Regions from separate parts of the Gossypium hirsutum genome. Here region 2 is linked to region 1. The links are chromatin contacts, called in public Hi-C maps. All regions are on one chromosome and are shown on one strand. The core of a region is the stretch at or near the end of the contact, and the rest is flanking DNA. Distances in the headings are between cores, read along the strand shown.

The links. Hi-C and Micro-C count contacts between places; a contact is called where the count stands out from the background.
Region 2: a contact with region 1 is called in a Hi-C map of leaf, with 1.8 times the contacts expected there. The contact joins the promoter of LOC107915800 here to the promoter of LOC107915796 in region 1. A contact is called at or near these places in 12 of 34 Hi-C or Micro-C datasets (callus, fibers, hypocotyl and 2 more).

Annotation. Positions count from the first base shown.
Region 1 is chrD10:60,314,959-60,321,952 of Gossypium_hirsutum_v2.1, reverse strand. LOC107915796 (protein SEEDLING PLASTID DEVELOPMENT 1) reads left to right here and starts at 4,537. Exons shown (of 9, transcript XM_016844984.2): 1 at 4,537-5,884; 2 at 6,407-6,621. The coding sequence starts at 5,426. It overlaps LOC107915797 (ACT domain-containing protein ACR10), which reads left to right. Exons shown (of 6, transcript XM_016844985.2): 5 at 83-367; 6 at 475-796. The coding sequence ends at 612.
Region 2 is chrD10:60,476,792-60,483,785 of Gossypium_hirsutum_v2.1, reverse strand. It overlaps LOC107915800 (vacuolar protein sorting-associated protein 24 homolog 1), which reads right to left and starts at 3,186. Exons shown (of 6, transcript XM_016844992.2): 1 at 2,768-3,186; 2 at 2,519-2,595; 3 at 1,649-1,751; 4 at 1,275-1,396; 5 at 637-831; 6 at 236-556. The coding sequence starts at 2,879. The coding sequence ends at 476. It overlaps LOC107915799, which reads right to left. Exons shown (of 5, transcript XM_016844991.2): 2 at 6,583-6,855; 3 at 5,929-6,016; 4 at 4,844-4,910; 5 at 4,199-4,546. The coding sequence starts at 6,709. The coding sequence ends at 4,493.

The sequences.
Region 1 (6,994 bases), core at 3,288-5,787:
GCAAAACTATGCAGCTTGGCTTCTCTTCTTGATTGCTCAATTTCCTATATATGCTCCTTATAAAATTAACATTTTGTATCAGGTTTCGTACGGACGATTCTTTGCAAACCGAAGAGGTGGCTGTGAGTTGGACTTGTTCATAGTGCAAGCCGATGGCAAGAAAATCATAGACCGCAATAAGCAAAATGCGCTGTGCTCTCGTCTAAGAATGGAGCTTTTTCGTCCTCTTAGAGTAGCCGTGGTAAGCAGGGGACCTGATACTGAGCTACTAGTAGCAAACCCTGTTGAGTTGTCTGGCAGAGGCCGGCCTCTTGTTTTTCACGACATAACCCTTGCTCTCAAGAATCTCAACATCCAGATCTTTTCGGTATTACCTACATTATCCATTATTATCGTTTGTCATAACGCTCGTAAAACTGATTGTTGTCCTCCAATTTCTAACTGCAATTCGGTTTCTACATAAACTTTTGTCAGGTCGAGATAGGGAGACACATGATATGTGATCGAGAATGGGAAGTATATAGGATCCTACTCGACGAAGGAGATAGTCATCATGTTTCGAGGAATATGATCGAAGAGGGTGTTAGAAAATTGTTAATGGGATGGGAATAGTAGATTTAGATCACTTGAAAATCATGCTCAGAAGCCTAGAATTTCTTCCTAACTCAATGTACAGCACATCCTTTTTTCTATTCTGGTCCTTTTTAAGTCTTTGCTGAATGCTAGGTGCTAACAAGATACCAAACTGTAAAATTGTAAAGTTGCCTGCAAAGAAATGAACAAGTTTTTTCTTTTACCAAACTGTAAAATACAATAATATCAGTTAAAAATACATCTAAAAACCTAAACTTAAGCAATAAAATCAACTAAACCTAATCATAATCAATAAAATCAAGCATTCTTGTTGCTGAAAAGGAAAAAAAAAGTTGTAAACACATGCAGGTGCATTAAAATCTCTTACGGTCACATAGCAATGCTTACGAGGTTGAAGCATCCACAAGCTTGGGATTCAACACTCGATGGAGTTCTGTTCGACAACATGATATCGCTTGGGGTGGTTTTATCTTTTGGTCTTGATTGATGTTATAATCATATTTTGTTGGGATTAAATTTGGATCAAGTTTGGATTGAGTTTGAATTTTATTATTTTATTATTATTTTTCGTATTGTTAATTTTATTATTTATTTATTTATTTATCATCTATGTTATATTTAATTATTATTTATTAATTTATACTATTATTTAACTCTATGACTGAGTTGGTGTCATGAGTCAACTGGACACTAACTCGGTTAGGAAAATTTCGAAAATGTCTTTTCGTAATTAAAATAAGTTATATTATTCAAGGGTATTTTAGTATTTTTATTTTAAGGAAGAAAATGCATATGATGAGCTTTGAACTCATGCCAATTGCATTAAAAAAATCTTAAATTTACCACTCAACCAAAGCTTTATTTTGATAATAATATTATGATAAACAATTGTAGTGCATTTAATATTCTTAATTCGATGATTTACGCATTTAAATTTTAATTTACTCACAATTTAATCTTTTTTTCAATTTAATAAATATATTATATAATTATTTTCACCCACATCGTGGGTATGCCATAATCTTATTGATAATGTTGTCGATGGAGTTTATATCACAAGTTAAGTAATACCAACTCAAGAAAAATGACAATGCTATAATAAATAATTTGAGTGCATTTAATATTCTTAATAATGTATTTTACCTATTTAAATTTCCCTTTACTTACAATTTAAATTATTTTTCATTTTAATTTTGTTGAACTAGGTATCAGCAAGGGAGGAGATAATAAGGAGAAGGTGGTGAGGCATAGGAGGCGATTCGTCTAATCAGGTGAAAAATCAGAAAAGTATAAGGAGATGGAAAAAGGGTTAGTACGTTGAAGAAGATTGAGGGTGAGGAGTAGTAAGAGGGTCTAAGTTTGATCCTTAGTTCATCATTCTTTAGGGTATTCATAGGACAAGGGTCTCCCACCTAATAATGTCACGTTGTCGACAATTCTAGGATATGGTGAACATGTGGTCAACTAGGTGACAATGTCGTTAAGTTTAACATTGCTTTGATATTCTTCTTCCTGTGATAGTACGAGATAATTATGCTTCAGTAGTCCCTTTATGGCCCCACTTGAAGATAATAGTGTTCTTGCTAAGAGCAGGTAGTCTATCCAAGTGGCTACTCACACTATGGCTAGTCAGGTGGTAGGAGGTGGAGGGTTGTCCACAAGTTCTTCTCAAGTAGCTTCTAGTGATGCCATGTATCCAAGCTGAGCATGGATTTAACAATTGTCTCCCCCATTGAAAGGTAGGTTATAAAATAGCCTACCTTGAGACGATCTGTAATCTTTGTGAGGGGTAAAATAGTAGGTGGTATGATAATGACTGATTTGGAAGACTAAAAGTTGCTCATTATGTGTACTAAGTACGTGTTTGGAGATGAAGGATTGCCTTGAAGCTTTCAAAATATTTGCATTTAATGCAAAGCTAAACAATTATGCATGGCGAGTCAGAGTAATGATGAATAGCAACTCTTCATCCAACAGTGTCCGGGTTTCATTAGCTGTGACTTATTGAGGAGTACAAATGATGAAATGCACCGTCTTGAGAGAATCCTATATATTATCTTCTTCTTCGACCTTGTAATCATTTTTGTCGCTGTTGGTTTTCGAATTTTTCTTTCTAGTTTTCTACTGTTGTGTAGGTGGTCCTCAAGTGCTTCTGTTTTTGGGTTTCTTACTCTCTTGCTTGTTGTTTTCCTTGGTTTGGGGTTTTTCACTTAGGATTTCCAGGGTAACCCTCATTTTCTTGCCTTTTCTTATCTTTCTCTTCGTCGTTTTGACATTTATGGTTGAAACAAGCTATAAACCTATTATCGAACTTCCTAGAAGGGTAGTCGGAGATCGATGAGCTTAGTCAGAAGAAAACGAGCCTATGGTCAGTGCTTCCTATGAGTGCACCACTGAGATGGGGATGGGAAGGTTGTTGATGTGAAAGAGGCTTGTCACGAGGCACCACAAATATAAGTTTAGTATACTGGAAGGGTTTCATCCCCTTAGCGGAGTCTCCGGGCCCCATTGTACTTACTTGAATCTGGGATCCACATTCCTTTTCACCCCTTTGTCTGCGGCTTGATCAATCTCTAGGTGTGGCACTCGGATAGACCACCTTCTACCTCGCCACCCAGACCACCTGCTCTTGGTAGGAATGCTCTTATCTCCAAGTGAGACCACTAAATTATAACTACCTTATTACCTCAATAAGGAAAATGTCAAAGCAATGTCTTGCTTGATGACAACCATCTTATTGCGTGATGATCACTTTCTACCTTGCCACTTGGTCAACCACATGCTCAGAATTGTGGCATTATTAGGTGGGAGACCCTTCTCCTATAAATACTCTAAAGAGCAATGAATAAAGGATTAGACTTTAAACCCTCTTACTAGTCCTCAACCTCGGTCTTTTTCAGCATACTACCCCATTTTCTATCTCCTTGTACTTTTTTGGCTCTCCATCTTATTAGGTGAATCGACCTCCTATATACTATCACATTCTCCTCTTTATCTTCTTCTTTGTTGATATCTATTATCAATAAATTTCGTAAATATTATACATGTATTATGATTATTATTAGTTTCAAATATTATATTTTTATTATTTATTGTATTTTAATTAAGAGCCATTATAAAAAGGACAGGTTTGAAGGGGAATAGAAAAAGAAAAAAAAGGTAAAATTTTGTAGAAGGAAGATAAAATTAAAAATAAAAATTTTGAAGAAGGGAGATTAAAAATAAAAAAAAAAGGCACAAAAGAAGGTTACAAACAATTTTTTACCATAAGTTTTTTAAATTGTAATTGAAAAAGCATTCGGTTGCACTTTGTTTCAACTATTGTTCAAACATATAACTTGGTTGGTTGTACAATGATTTCGTTTTAACAAAGATTGGAATAGAATTAAAGGAACAAAATAAATGCAAAGTATAGCAAGGAGCAAAGTAAGGAGATAATTAACATGTAATATTTGTTAACGCAATTTTGATTTACTGATTCTACTTTGTGGAGCCCCGTTTAGTGAAAGGTTTTATTCAATAATCATCTGAATCACTTATTGGCTTAAGTCTAATCTATCATTACACAAAAATATAATTGTAGCCCCAACTCCAACCCCAATTATTACAAATGGATCTCCTAAATACCTCACAATGCAATAGAAAACCTCTCCAAATAATGCCTAAAAAAGTATCCATCAACAATGCAATACAAACAACCTATTTATAGGTCTTTTCAAGTGATCACCAACAATGTTCTGGTAAGCTTAAAAGATAAAGGATAAAGATAATATAAGTATCCACCAAAATTTAAACAAAATTTTAATTGCTACAAAAAAAAATTGTTCTAACATGAAATGAGACAAGGAAGTCTAAATTTCCAATTTTTATCTAAGGTGAAGTAAATTTTATTTTATAGTAAAATTAAGCACCAGGCCCTGAATGAGCAACCTTATTTGAAAAAGTTGAAATCATTGACTAAATTAGTTTATTGGTTTTGAAAGTATAACCCAATTAATTATTCAAGAGTGGCAATAAACAATACCATGCAGTCCATGCTAGAAATCTAATCAATTGAATGTGAAATTAAATTGACAATATTTAATTTCAAATTCAGCTACTTGTTGAGCAGGTTCAAGTATAAGTTTGGCGATGGTGTGGGTTCTTCAAACCTGGGTTACTCCTCAATTTGCATCCAGAGATTTGTGAGTGTGATGGCTCCGTACTCATCCCAAAGACTTTTCAGGTTGGTGTAGTTAAAACAACTTATTATTCCTTTTTTTATTGCGTGTTGACCATGTCCTCTTGTAGATCATCCCAACCCAAACTTTTTCTTCACCAATAAGGCATTATGGTGAAGAAAGATCGTCACTTTGCTTTACATGATCCTCACTTCCGTCATTTTGGTCTGAATCGCCGTCTTGGAATGGCTGTTCGACGTTCACACTATTTATGACCCACTAATTTGTAGGGCCGACAACTGAACGATGCCGTCTCTGATCTTCTTTGCACTTCATCTTCCTCCTTGCATCCTTTGCCTTCCTTGATATAGTTAAATGTAACCATCACTTAAATTTTACAGTCAGTCATCCATGTTTTATACTCTTTTACAATGTAATCCAAAAAATCCAAAAAATCCACCACGTGTCCTCTCAATCAACCTCCATAACTTCCATGGTCGCTAATGCCTGCCTTTCCTCTGTTGGGGTCCCACTTTCTCTCCAATCCCAGAGGAGATCCCTTCGAATCTTCTTCTTTCTCCTTGCTTCTCATATCTTCTTTCCTTTCCTTTCCCCTTCCTACAAAACCAAGACCAAACACAGAGAGAAAATAAAATTCATCGTAAAGGGAAATGAGAGCTTTGAATTCGAGATTTGTTCTTATTGACATCACCAACAACGCCGCTTCATGGCGCTACCGTCAGAGGCATTCCCACTTCATCACGTCCGCGCGCGGCGGAGCTCATCAAAGACCATATATGCCGCCTTTGAAGCAATCTCAACCCTCTGTTCTCCGAACCCCTCAGATCCGTAAACCCTCCGATCGAACTACGTCCTCCAATGGATCGTCGTTGGATTGCCCGAACCCAGCTTCGACTTCCCGGGTGGAGTCATGTACGGAGCTCGATTTGTTCCTCGAGATGTTGCCGTCGAGGATGAGGAGTGAGCTTAACGGGCATGAAGAGATTGGGGAGTTGATTGAGGTGGTTATGGATTTGGGGAGGGAACCTCTCGCTAGGTTTCCTTCGGGGGATTGGGTTATTTCGGAACAACCTGTTAAGCATGAAGATTTAAAGCATGCAACATCAAAGGTAATTTTAAGTGAATTACTAATGATCACGTTGAATTTTTTTTCTATAGGTTTTTAAGGATGATTGGTCAACCAATTAGATTAAGCTTTGGGTATGAATTTTTGTTTTATGTTTAACAAAGTTACAAAGATAATATTTTGGTAAAAATTTTGACTTTAAGTGATGCCTTTTCGTCAGAACTTTATAGTAGTATAGTATTGACCGGAGCCCCAGTGATCATTATTATGGAGTTTAGGGTTTTTCTAATATTATATTGCTAAAAGTGTTTTCTTTTTTATGGTGATAAAATGAACTTTAATAGAAAGCTAATATAATGCTATTAACAGGTATAAATCTAATCACTTTTTTTTTATATGATGAGTACAATGTCTGTTGTATGATGATAATGATTTATATTTTAATATTAATTGTATCTTTAATTGTTGAAAATGAGATTTTTGTGGGTGGATGAGTTCTTTCTGGAATGAATTTGCTTGTTTTTGGCAAATATTAAGTGAACTGAAATTACTGTTTTTGCTCTAGGTTGGTGACTTTTCAGATGACAACCGTTCGGGTATTAATAGATCTTTACATCGAATTAGTGCTATTAGAAACCGTAAATTGCAAATTATTGGCCTCACTTGCCGTGTGGGTCGAGCTGTGTCTGGAAGTGCTGAGATTATCCGTGACTTGATCGAAGGAGGAGGTTCCATCCTCGTCATAGGTCCTCCAGGAGTTGGTAAAACAACCTTAATCAGGTACTTACCTGCGTACTGTTTACAAATCACTGTACTGATTTGAAGTTTGAATGATGTCTATGTTGTTGCTCAATGTCCTTTTACTTCAAATAATTACTGTGTGATTTTCTCTTCAGCTTTTAAAAAGAAGATTAGTTTTAATTATGTGCTTCGTGTTGTAATTTGTTTAGATTAGATAACCCCTCTTTTGATACCTTTTATAATCTTAATGTTGCCTGATCTCACACCAATTTCACTGACTGACTATTTGAGTTTACTGAAATTTCTTGAAAGAACTTTATTGGGTTCAATCTGTTCAGATATCTCCGTGTAGGCATTTGACATAAAACTGTATTAGTTTTTTTGGTACAGTTGGCATATGACAATCTTTTTT
Region 2 (6,994 bases), core at 1,937-4,436, 160 kb before region 1:
CCAACCCGACCCATGATCAGATCTACATAAATCACTAAAAAAATTAATAATTAAATTTAACTAAAAAACAAAATAAAAAAAAGTGATTAACGTTAGAAAGCTAAATTTGATATAATACATCAATTATAAAATAATTCATGTTTCAACATGCAAAGACCAAGTATGTCTGGATTTTACAATGAAGTGCAAACTTGTAAACTTGTTATACAACTTGCAATAAAATTTTAGGACTATATTAAACTTGTAATAATTAAATGATATTATTTAAAAGAATTAAATAGAATTTTAGTGAAGCAATTGGCCTACTGCTCCACAGTTTAAATCCATATTCACTATTGAATGTTTGGGTTCAAACTTCAAAGCTCTCTTCAAACACAACAGATTAGCTCAAATCCCCCTTTAATGGAGGAATACAATACAAAGCACAGTTTCAGTTGATAGATAGCTAAAGAACACCATAAACAAGGTGAAATTTTCACGATCGAACTCGAGCAAGCCGTGCCCTTATCTCTTCTAGCTCTTCCTCATCATTGCCACCCTCCACTATAGCTTCTTCCTATACAATTTATAAGAAATTGAATTGCTTCAGCGTTTTGCAAAATCAAGTGAATGAAAGGGGTTTAAAGTTTTGCATACCTCTCGGGAAGTGCTTTCTTTATGCGCAGATACCCTCACTCTTTCCTTCCAAACAGCTTCAGGAAGCTCTGCTGCAGTTTCACCGGCTATTTCCGAAAGAACCTTATCAACTTCTTCTTCGGTCTCTACTTCGATATCTTCGGAATCCAATGCCGAGTCAAGGGCATCATTTACCATTTCTTCAATAACCCCTGCCTGCATGGTTGAACAGAGGCATTTATCTTAAAACAGAAAATAAGAAACTCGAAAAATATGTAGAGCATGTAGATGCTTCTCACATTGCACTTGGAGTCATTGTACTTTTAAAAGAAGATGCTCATTAGTTCACGTATGCTACTAAATAGTTGTCTAATTTCGTTCTTTCAATCTATACAACACAGATATCGGTTGTTAACTTTAGACTTTGATTGGACACATCCAAAAATGAATTTCCCGACCAAGTTCACTTTTGTACAACTTTCAGTAAAAAGAACACCACTAAAAACCAATCTTGAGGCAACATAGCAACTCTGAACAACAATAGTAGAATACCAAGTGTCCTATGCTAGTGTCAATTCCAAGGTGTTGACCACGATGGTAAATATTATGAAACAAAAACTGGCACGTAAATGTAACAAAGTTACAAACTTGAAAATTACCTTGATCATTTCTTTGCTAAATTCTTGCATCGTGGCAGCCATTTGTGGAGCTTTCATGAGGTTGTTTACAAGTTTCATGACTTCAGCACTCTTGGACAAATGGCCAACAGTTCGAGCAATTGCTTCAAATACAATCCACCATAAAGAACATTTAGAAAGAAAAGCAGTTCTTCCAAAAAACAGTAAAATACATGTTCACTTATGTCAGATGATAAATCTAATACTACAAACATTGATATATTCAGGGAAATAAGCACGTGCCAACAACATTCTCAGCCTATGTTCAAATTAAAAATGTTTCCAGGTACTGGGGAATAAAAGAACCGTTTGGAATAAATGCAATGCACAGATTTCAGATGCATAAGTTGTCATACCAACACTTTCTCCAAGGTGCATTGATATTGAATTAAGCTGCGCTTTATTCTCATATAGACGGTTCACAGCTTTTCTCGACATTACAATTTCTTTTGCGAGTGCCTAAAGACGAATAAGATCACAACGAGAGCGTACATAAGAAATGACTCCTCAATAACAAGGCAAATGCAAAATTACAGACATGAAAGCATGCACATAAAGAAAATAAATTATTTTCACATATAATACATGTGCTAAGGCACATAGGTTTCATCAGATTGGACCACCCAACGAAAAGATGATCTTTTCATTATTCCAAAAATCAACATCTTTCATGTTTTTAGTGTGCAGTTCCAGCTTAGAACCAATGATGAGTTACATCTCCTGATCCTAAGATCGACTAGAGAACTCATTGGACGAATACCTATTGGATGAATACTGAAGATCAGCTAGACTTAGGATAATCAAGTAGCACCCTTTTCGTATGAATGTCCAATCATTTCATCTAATAAACCACAAAATCCAATTTACTTCATCAATTTAAAACATAAAGTCATTCTACACCATATAATGACCTAGATCCTTTTACAATAACTTTAGATTCACAAGATGCCATGTTTAAGGGTGACTACATGAACCGATGGGTACGTCTCAATGATCTTTTTATTTGCTAAAATAGAGCCAATCCCCATTGTTAGATGCCACTCTTAAGGGCAGCCGAATTAACCAACAGGTTCTCCTCAATGATCTTTAATGTAATTACATAACTTATCTTCCTAATCAAACCATTCCAATTATAAAATATTGAATTCCCTCAAAAACTATGACATGATTAATCTATTTAGCTAAAGTTCCATTAGAAAGAAAAAAAAAACCCAAGAATTTTTTACCTTAGCAGAACCCATGTCATTTCTCTTAGCGGCTTCTCGAATTGCCTTCTGCACACCTTTCTCCTCTCTCTGAACATCTAATACAAAATCCACATAAAAATCCCATAAATTTTCTTATAAAAAAAACCCCATTATTTTAAACCTGAATTCTCACATACCCATTAACTGAAAGATTCAAAAGTACCACTAAAAAGCAATCATCAAAAATTTTTTCCAAACAATTAAGGGAAAAAGATGGAAATATCTTGCCTCTGATTTGGCGTTCAATGTTACGGCACTCTTGACGAAGCTTTCTTTGCCAATCTCTTAGTAGTTGTTGTGGATTCGGCTTGGGTTTCAACATATTCTTAAATTTATCCATCTTTACCTTTTCTTTCTCTAAATTAGTCCCTTTTCCTTTCCCTCTCTTCGTAGCTTAAAAAAATGGCGAGAAAATTTTGCTAGGAAAGCTTGAGCTTTTAGATCTTTCTATGGAATGGAGCAAAGAAAATGGCTTAGAATCAAAGCTTTCCTGTTTTTCTTTTCTTCTTTTTTTGCCTCAATTTTCTTTTGCCGTGTTTGGTTTCGGAATCTTTTACCTTTCCCTTTTCCTTCTATATTTTCCGGGAAAATACGTGTGATAGAACAGTCTGCAGCGCACTTAGCAACACGACGTCGTTTCACCCACCGCGTTAACATTTCCTTCTCCTATTTTTAATTTTATTATTTTATTATAAATTTGAATTAATGTAAACTAATTTATCACAATTTGTATGACAAAATTTATTTGAAACGATGAATTGTGATTAATTAATTTTTTTATATAATATCTAAAATTATGTATAGCCCCTCTCTAATCTATAAATAGGAGCATAATACACTTCAGTATACTCGAACCTACGTGCTCCTATCCTATGTTGGCAATAATTCCCATACCAATCTCTAAAACATAAGTAAATTTATGATTGTAATAAAAATAACAATTATTTTATATAAAATTTTAATGAATATATTTATTACATAATTTATCACAAACTCATAAAATTTATATTATTTACTTACATTAATAACTATAACAATAAATAAATTAGTTCATGGAATTTAATATTTAACTTGTTTACACCTTACTTTTTTTTTCTTTATACAATGCCTAGAACTACGCATAATCGCTCCTCATCCCTTAAATTAAGAGAATAATGCGTTTTAATATACCCAAACCCACGTCTTCCTACATTAACAACAAATAAATGATACAAGGCTCCAACTTTGATTTTTTTTCCACCTAACAACAATTTTTTGCTTGATTTGTGCCTATTTTCTTGATGATTGTATTTATTTCTCTTAAATTTGGAGTTATTTCATAAAAAAAAAAGCAAACATTAAATAAAAAATGAATATGAAGTCATGAATGAAGAATTAACTTGCTAACAGCTTATGCTAAGACTTAGTGATTAAAGCTTCCTTTTGACGCTCCATATAATAAACAAAAATTGCTAACACCTTATGTCATCATCAACCTTAAACCAATTGAATTGAAAATACAACCAGTTCAACCTTCAGTTCAGTTCTGGGATCCATCCTCATCACGATGCCAACCAAAAAGTAAATACTATGATGCTTTGGACATGAGTAGGACAATATGATTTTCCAAGAAGCTTCCTAACATATTTATATCTGGAAAAAATCCCGTTGTCGAACACATTTTGAACAATGGTACGTAGTTATGATCCTCTAAATAGAAAAAAAAAATCATCATACACGTGTAAGACAGATATCCGTATCCAACATCCTGGAATGACAGTCACAATGTGTGTTACATAAATCTAAGGAGGCCAATACAATCCAGGCTTGGAACTGCCACTCTCAATCTTGAATATCAATGGAGGTATTCCAAATCTATAAATTTGTAAGACACAAAAAAGAAAAAGAAAAAACTTCTCCAATTGTCTACCAATCTCCGATGCCAGAGCTTCATCATAGTTCATCACTGATTATCTAATCATACAGCCCGTCGTCGTGCCAAATATCAACTAGAAAATCTACCATTTCCTGCATTTAGAACAACAACATTCATTGCAGTAAGTTTCTTGTGGCTGCAGTAATTCATTTAAAACAAGGAACTCTGGTCAGTCCCTTTCTTTTTCGTATGTATGAGAAACACGAGGGAGGGATTTGAATCATGAACTTTATTCCTCCTAAAGAGAAGGGGTTAGACAGCTAAACCAAGCTCGAGTTGCTCAAACAATCTATTTTATCGTACTATACCGCTGCTGATCAAGTCTCCTTAACATCCAAATCTATTGTTTGATGATTGATTCAATAATCATTGCAGTTTCAGAAACTTACTGGCAAAGGAATTGGCTCGGAAAATGGTTCATTAGTTGAAAGAAGCTCTTCATATGTTGTAGACCAGCTGCAAAACAAAGTTTCTGCAGTTATTATTCGTATTATCCAGGCAACTATAAGAAAAATTAGAAAGGTAAAATCTACATATCTAGCAATTAATATCGTACAACAGATGAAATATTCTTCATTTATGCGTAAGATATGCTATACATAACAATCACTATTTCTATGCTGCAACTTTGTAATAGTTCTCTATGAAGTTAGATCAAATATATTCCGTTCAAGCTAACAATTTTTCGGTGTTCGAGAAACCATATCTATAAATATCAACAACAGTCCCCTTTTTGGAAAGGAAGCTGAATCAATCCAAGGCCACCTTCCGGTAAATATGGTACATAGCAAAGAATATTTGCCACCATAAGAGGCACCTCAAATCGTTCCAACTTCAACAGGGTCTGCAAAAGTTTCCTTTGACATTGAAGTTTAAACAATCATTTAAGAGAGAACACTAAAAGAATTTATTTTTTTCAACAAACCTGAATTTCCCCCAACAACTTGAGCCTAGTTGGAATAGCAACTTCAGCTCAAACTTTAACTGCACATCTTGAAGACGAAAAAGATGGCGAGCCAAATGTTTATAACCTTACCTTTGCACTAATATTTTGGTTCTTCCTTTTGATTTTCCACTAGAAGCAAAAATCTATTCCATTTCTTGTTTAAAGAAAACATCATTACCAAGAAGTCTATTTTAAGAAGAGCTGTAATATGCAAATTGTAAATGTCTACAGATAGTGATGATGCAATTTCAACTTATGTTTCTCGGAGTTTTCGTCTTTCATAAAATACCCATCTTTGACATATGATCCTTTAAATATACGAAAAAAAAAAGCATAGAAAAAATTGAGCATCCGTTCAGACACATGCCCCGATCCAACATTCACTACTGAGTCCAGGTAACATAGGTTCCAACTAGGCCATTACCAAATACATATATGGTGTTTAGCTTCCCCACCAAAATAGTATCCAGTAGAGCAATATCAGACCATCATTGAATAAACAGAAGAAGATTGGGATAACTGGTATACCTTATAACTTGATCCTTACTGATCTTTCGTGCTTTTTGAGATTTATCTCCTGTCCACTTTCTTCTGTTCTCGTGCCAAGAGATTGCAGCTACATAATGGATTCAGCTAGATTATAACTTCATTCTCAAAAGTCAAAACATAAATATATACTCAGTTGAAACAAAAACAATAGTTCTAATCCTGCTTTTTCTTTGGAATGGCAACCTTAGAGGACAGATAGAGCAATGGTGAATTATCAGTAGCTCGACTTTTCAGAGGTAATAGAATAGAGGTAAGGACAAGATATGAAGTGATGGCAGAAGAGCTGGCTCTTCAATTTCATGAAAATCTTAGGATGATACTATCTTTGAAAAGATATAGTTCAGTGTCAAATACTCTAAGACTATGTTGCTGTGACTTTTCAGTCTCATAAATACCCTTGTTGGAGACATTTTCAGACATGGTATGGGCCTATCTGTGCTGGATGCGTACCATACATGGTAGCAATGAGTGGGACAATCTGGTGGAAAAGCATGTAAACCATACATCTTATCTTAAAGCTAAAACAGACATGGTAGAAATGATAACCCTTGAGAAATTTCTTCATGTCATTGGAAAAAGTGGGAAAATAGCAATAATCAAACACCATTGGGTCATCTAAAGCAAGGAACGAACCATGGTTTACAAATGCAGAAGCGCTTGCATCTTTTTCTGCTGGCTTTTTCCCTTTATCAGCAGATTTTCGACACTCTGGCAGTTGTTTCTCATTCGAACGGGAATATCCAGCGTTGACCTCCATCATCTTCGAACCAAATGATCATTCCCTTCTCGTAATAATTGAAATACCCGGTTTCTCTTAAGTTCCCTCGATAATTTAACCACAAAAACTGAAGGAGCTTCAAGACCAGCACTATGCAAAAACAAGATCTTCTAAACAATGAACATCAACTAAAAAGGAAAAGAATAAATTTTCAGCATGGATATAGACCAAGCACAACATATAACTCCATTGATTGAGCTCAGTAACATTATATGCAATAGAATAAATAACCTTGTATACGACAACATGCTCCATTTCTACTGCATA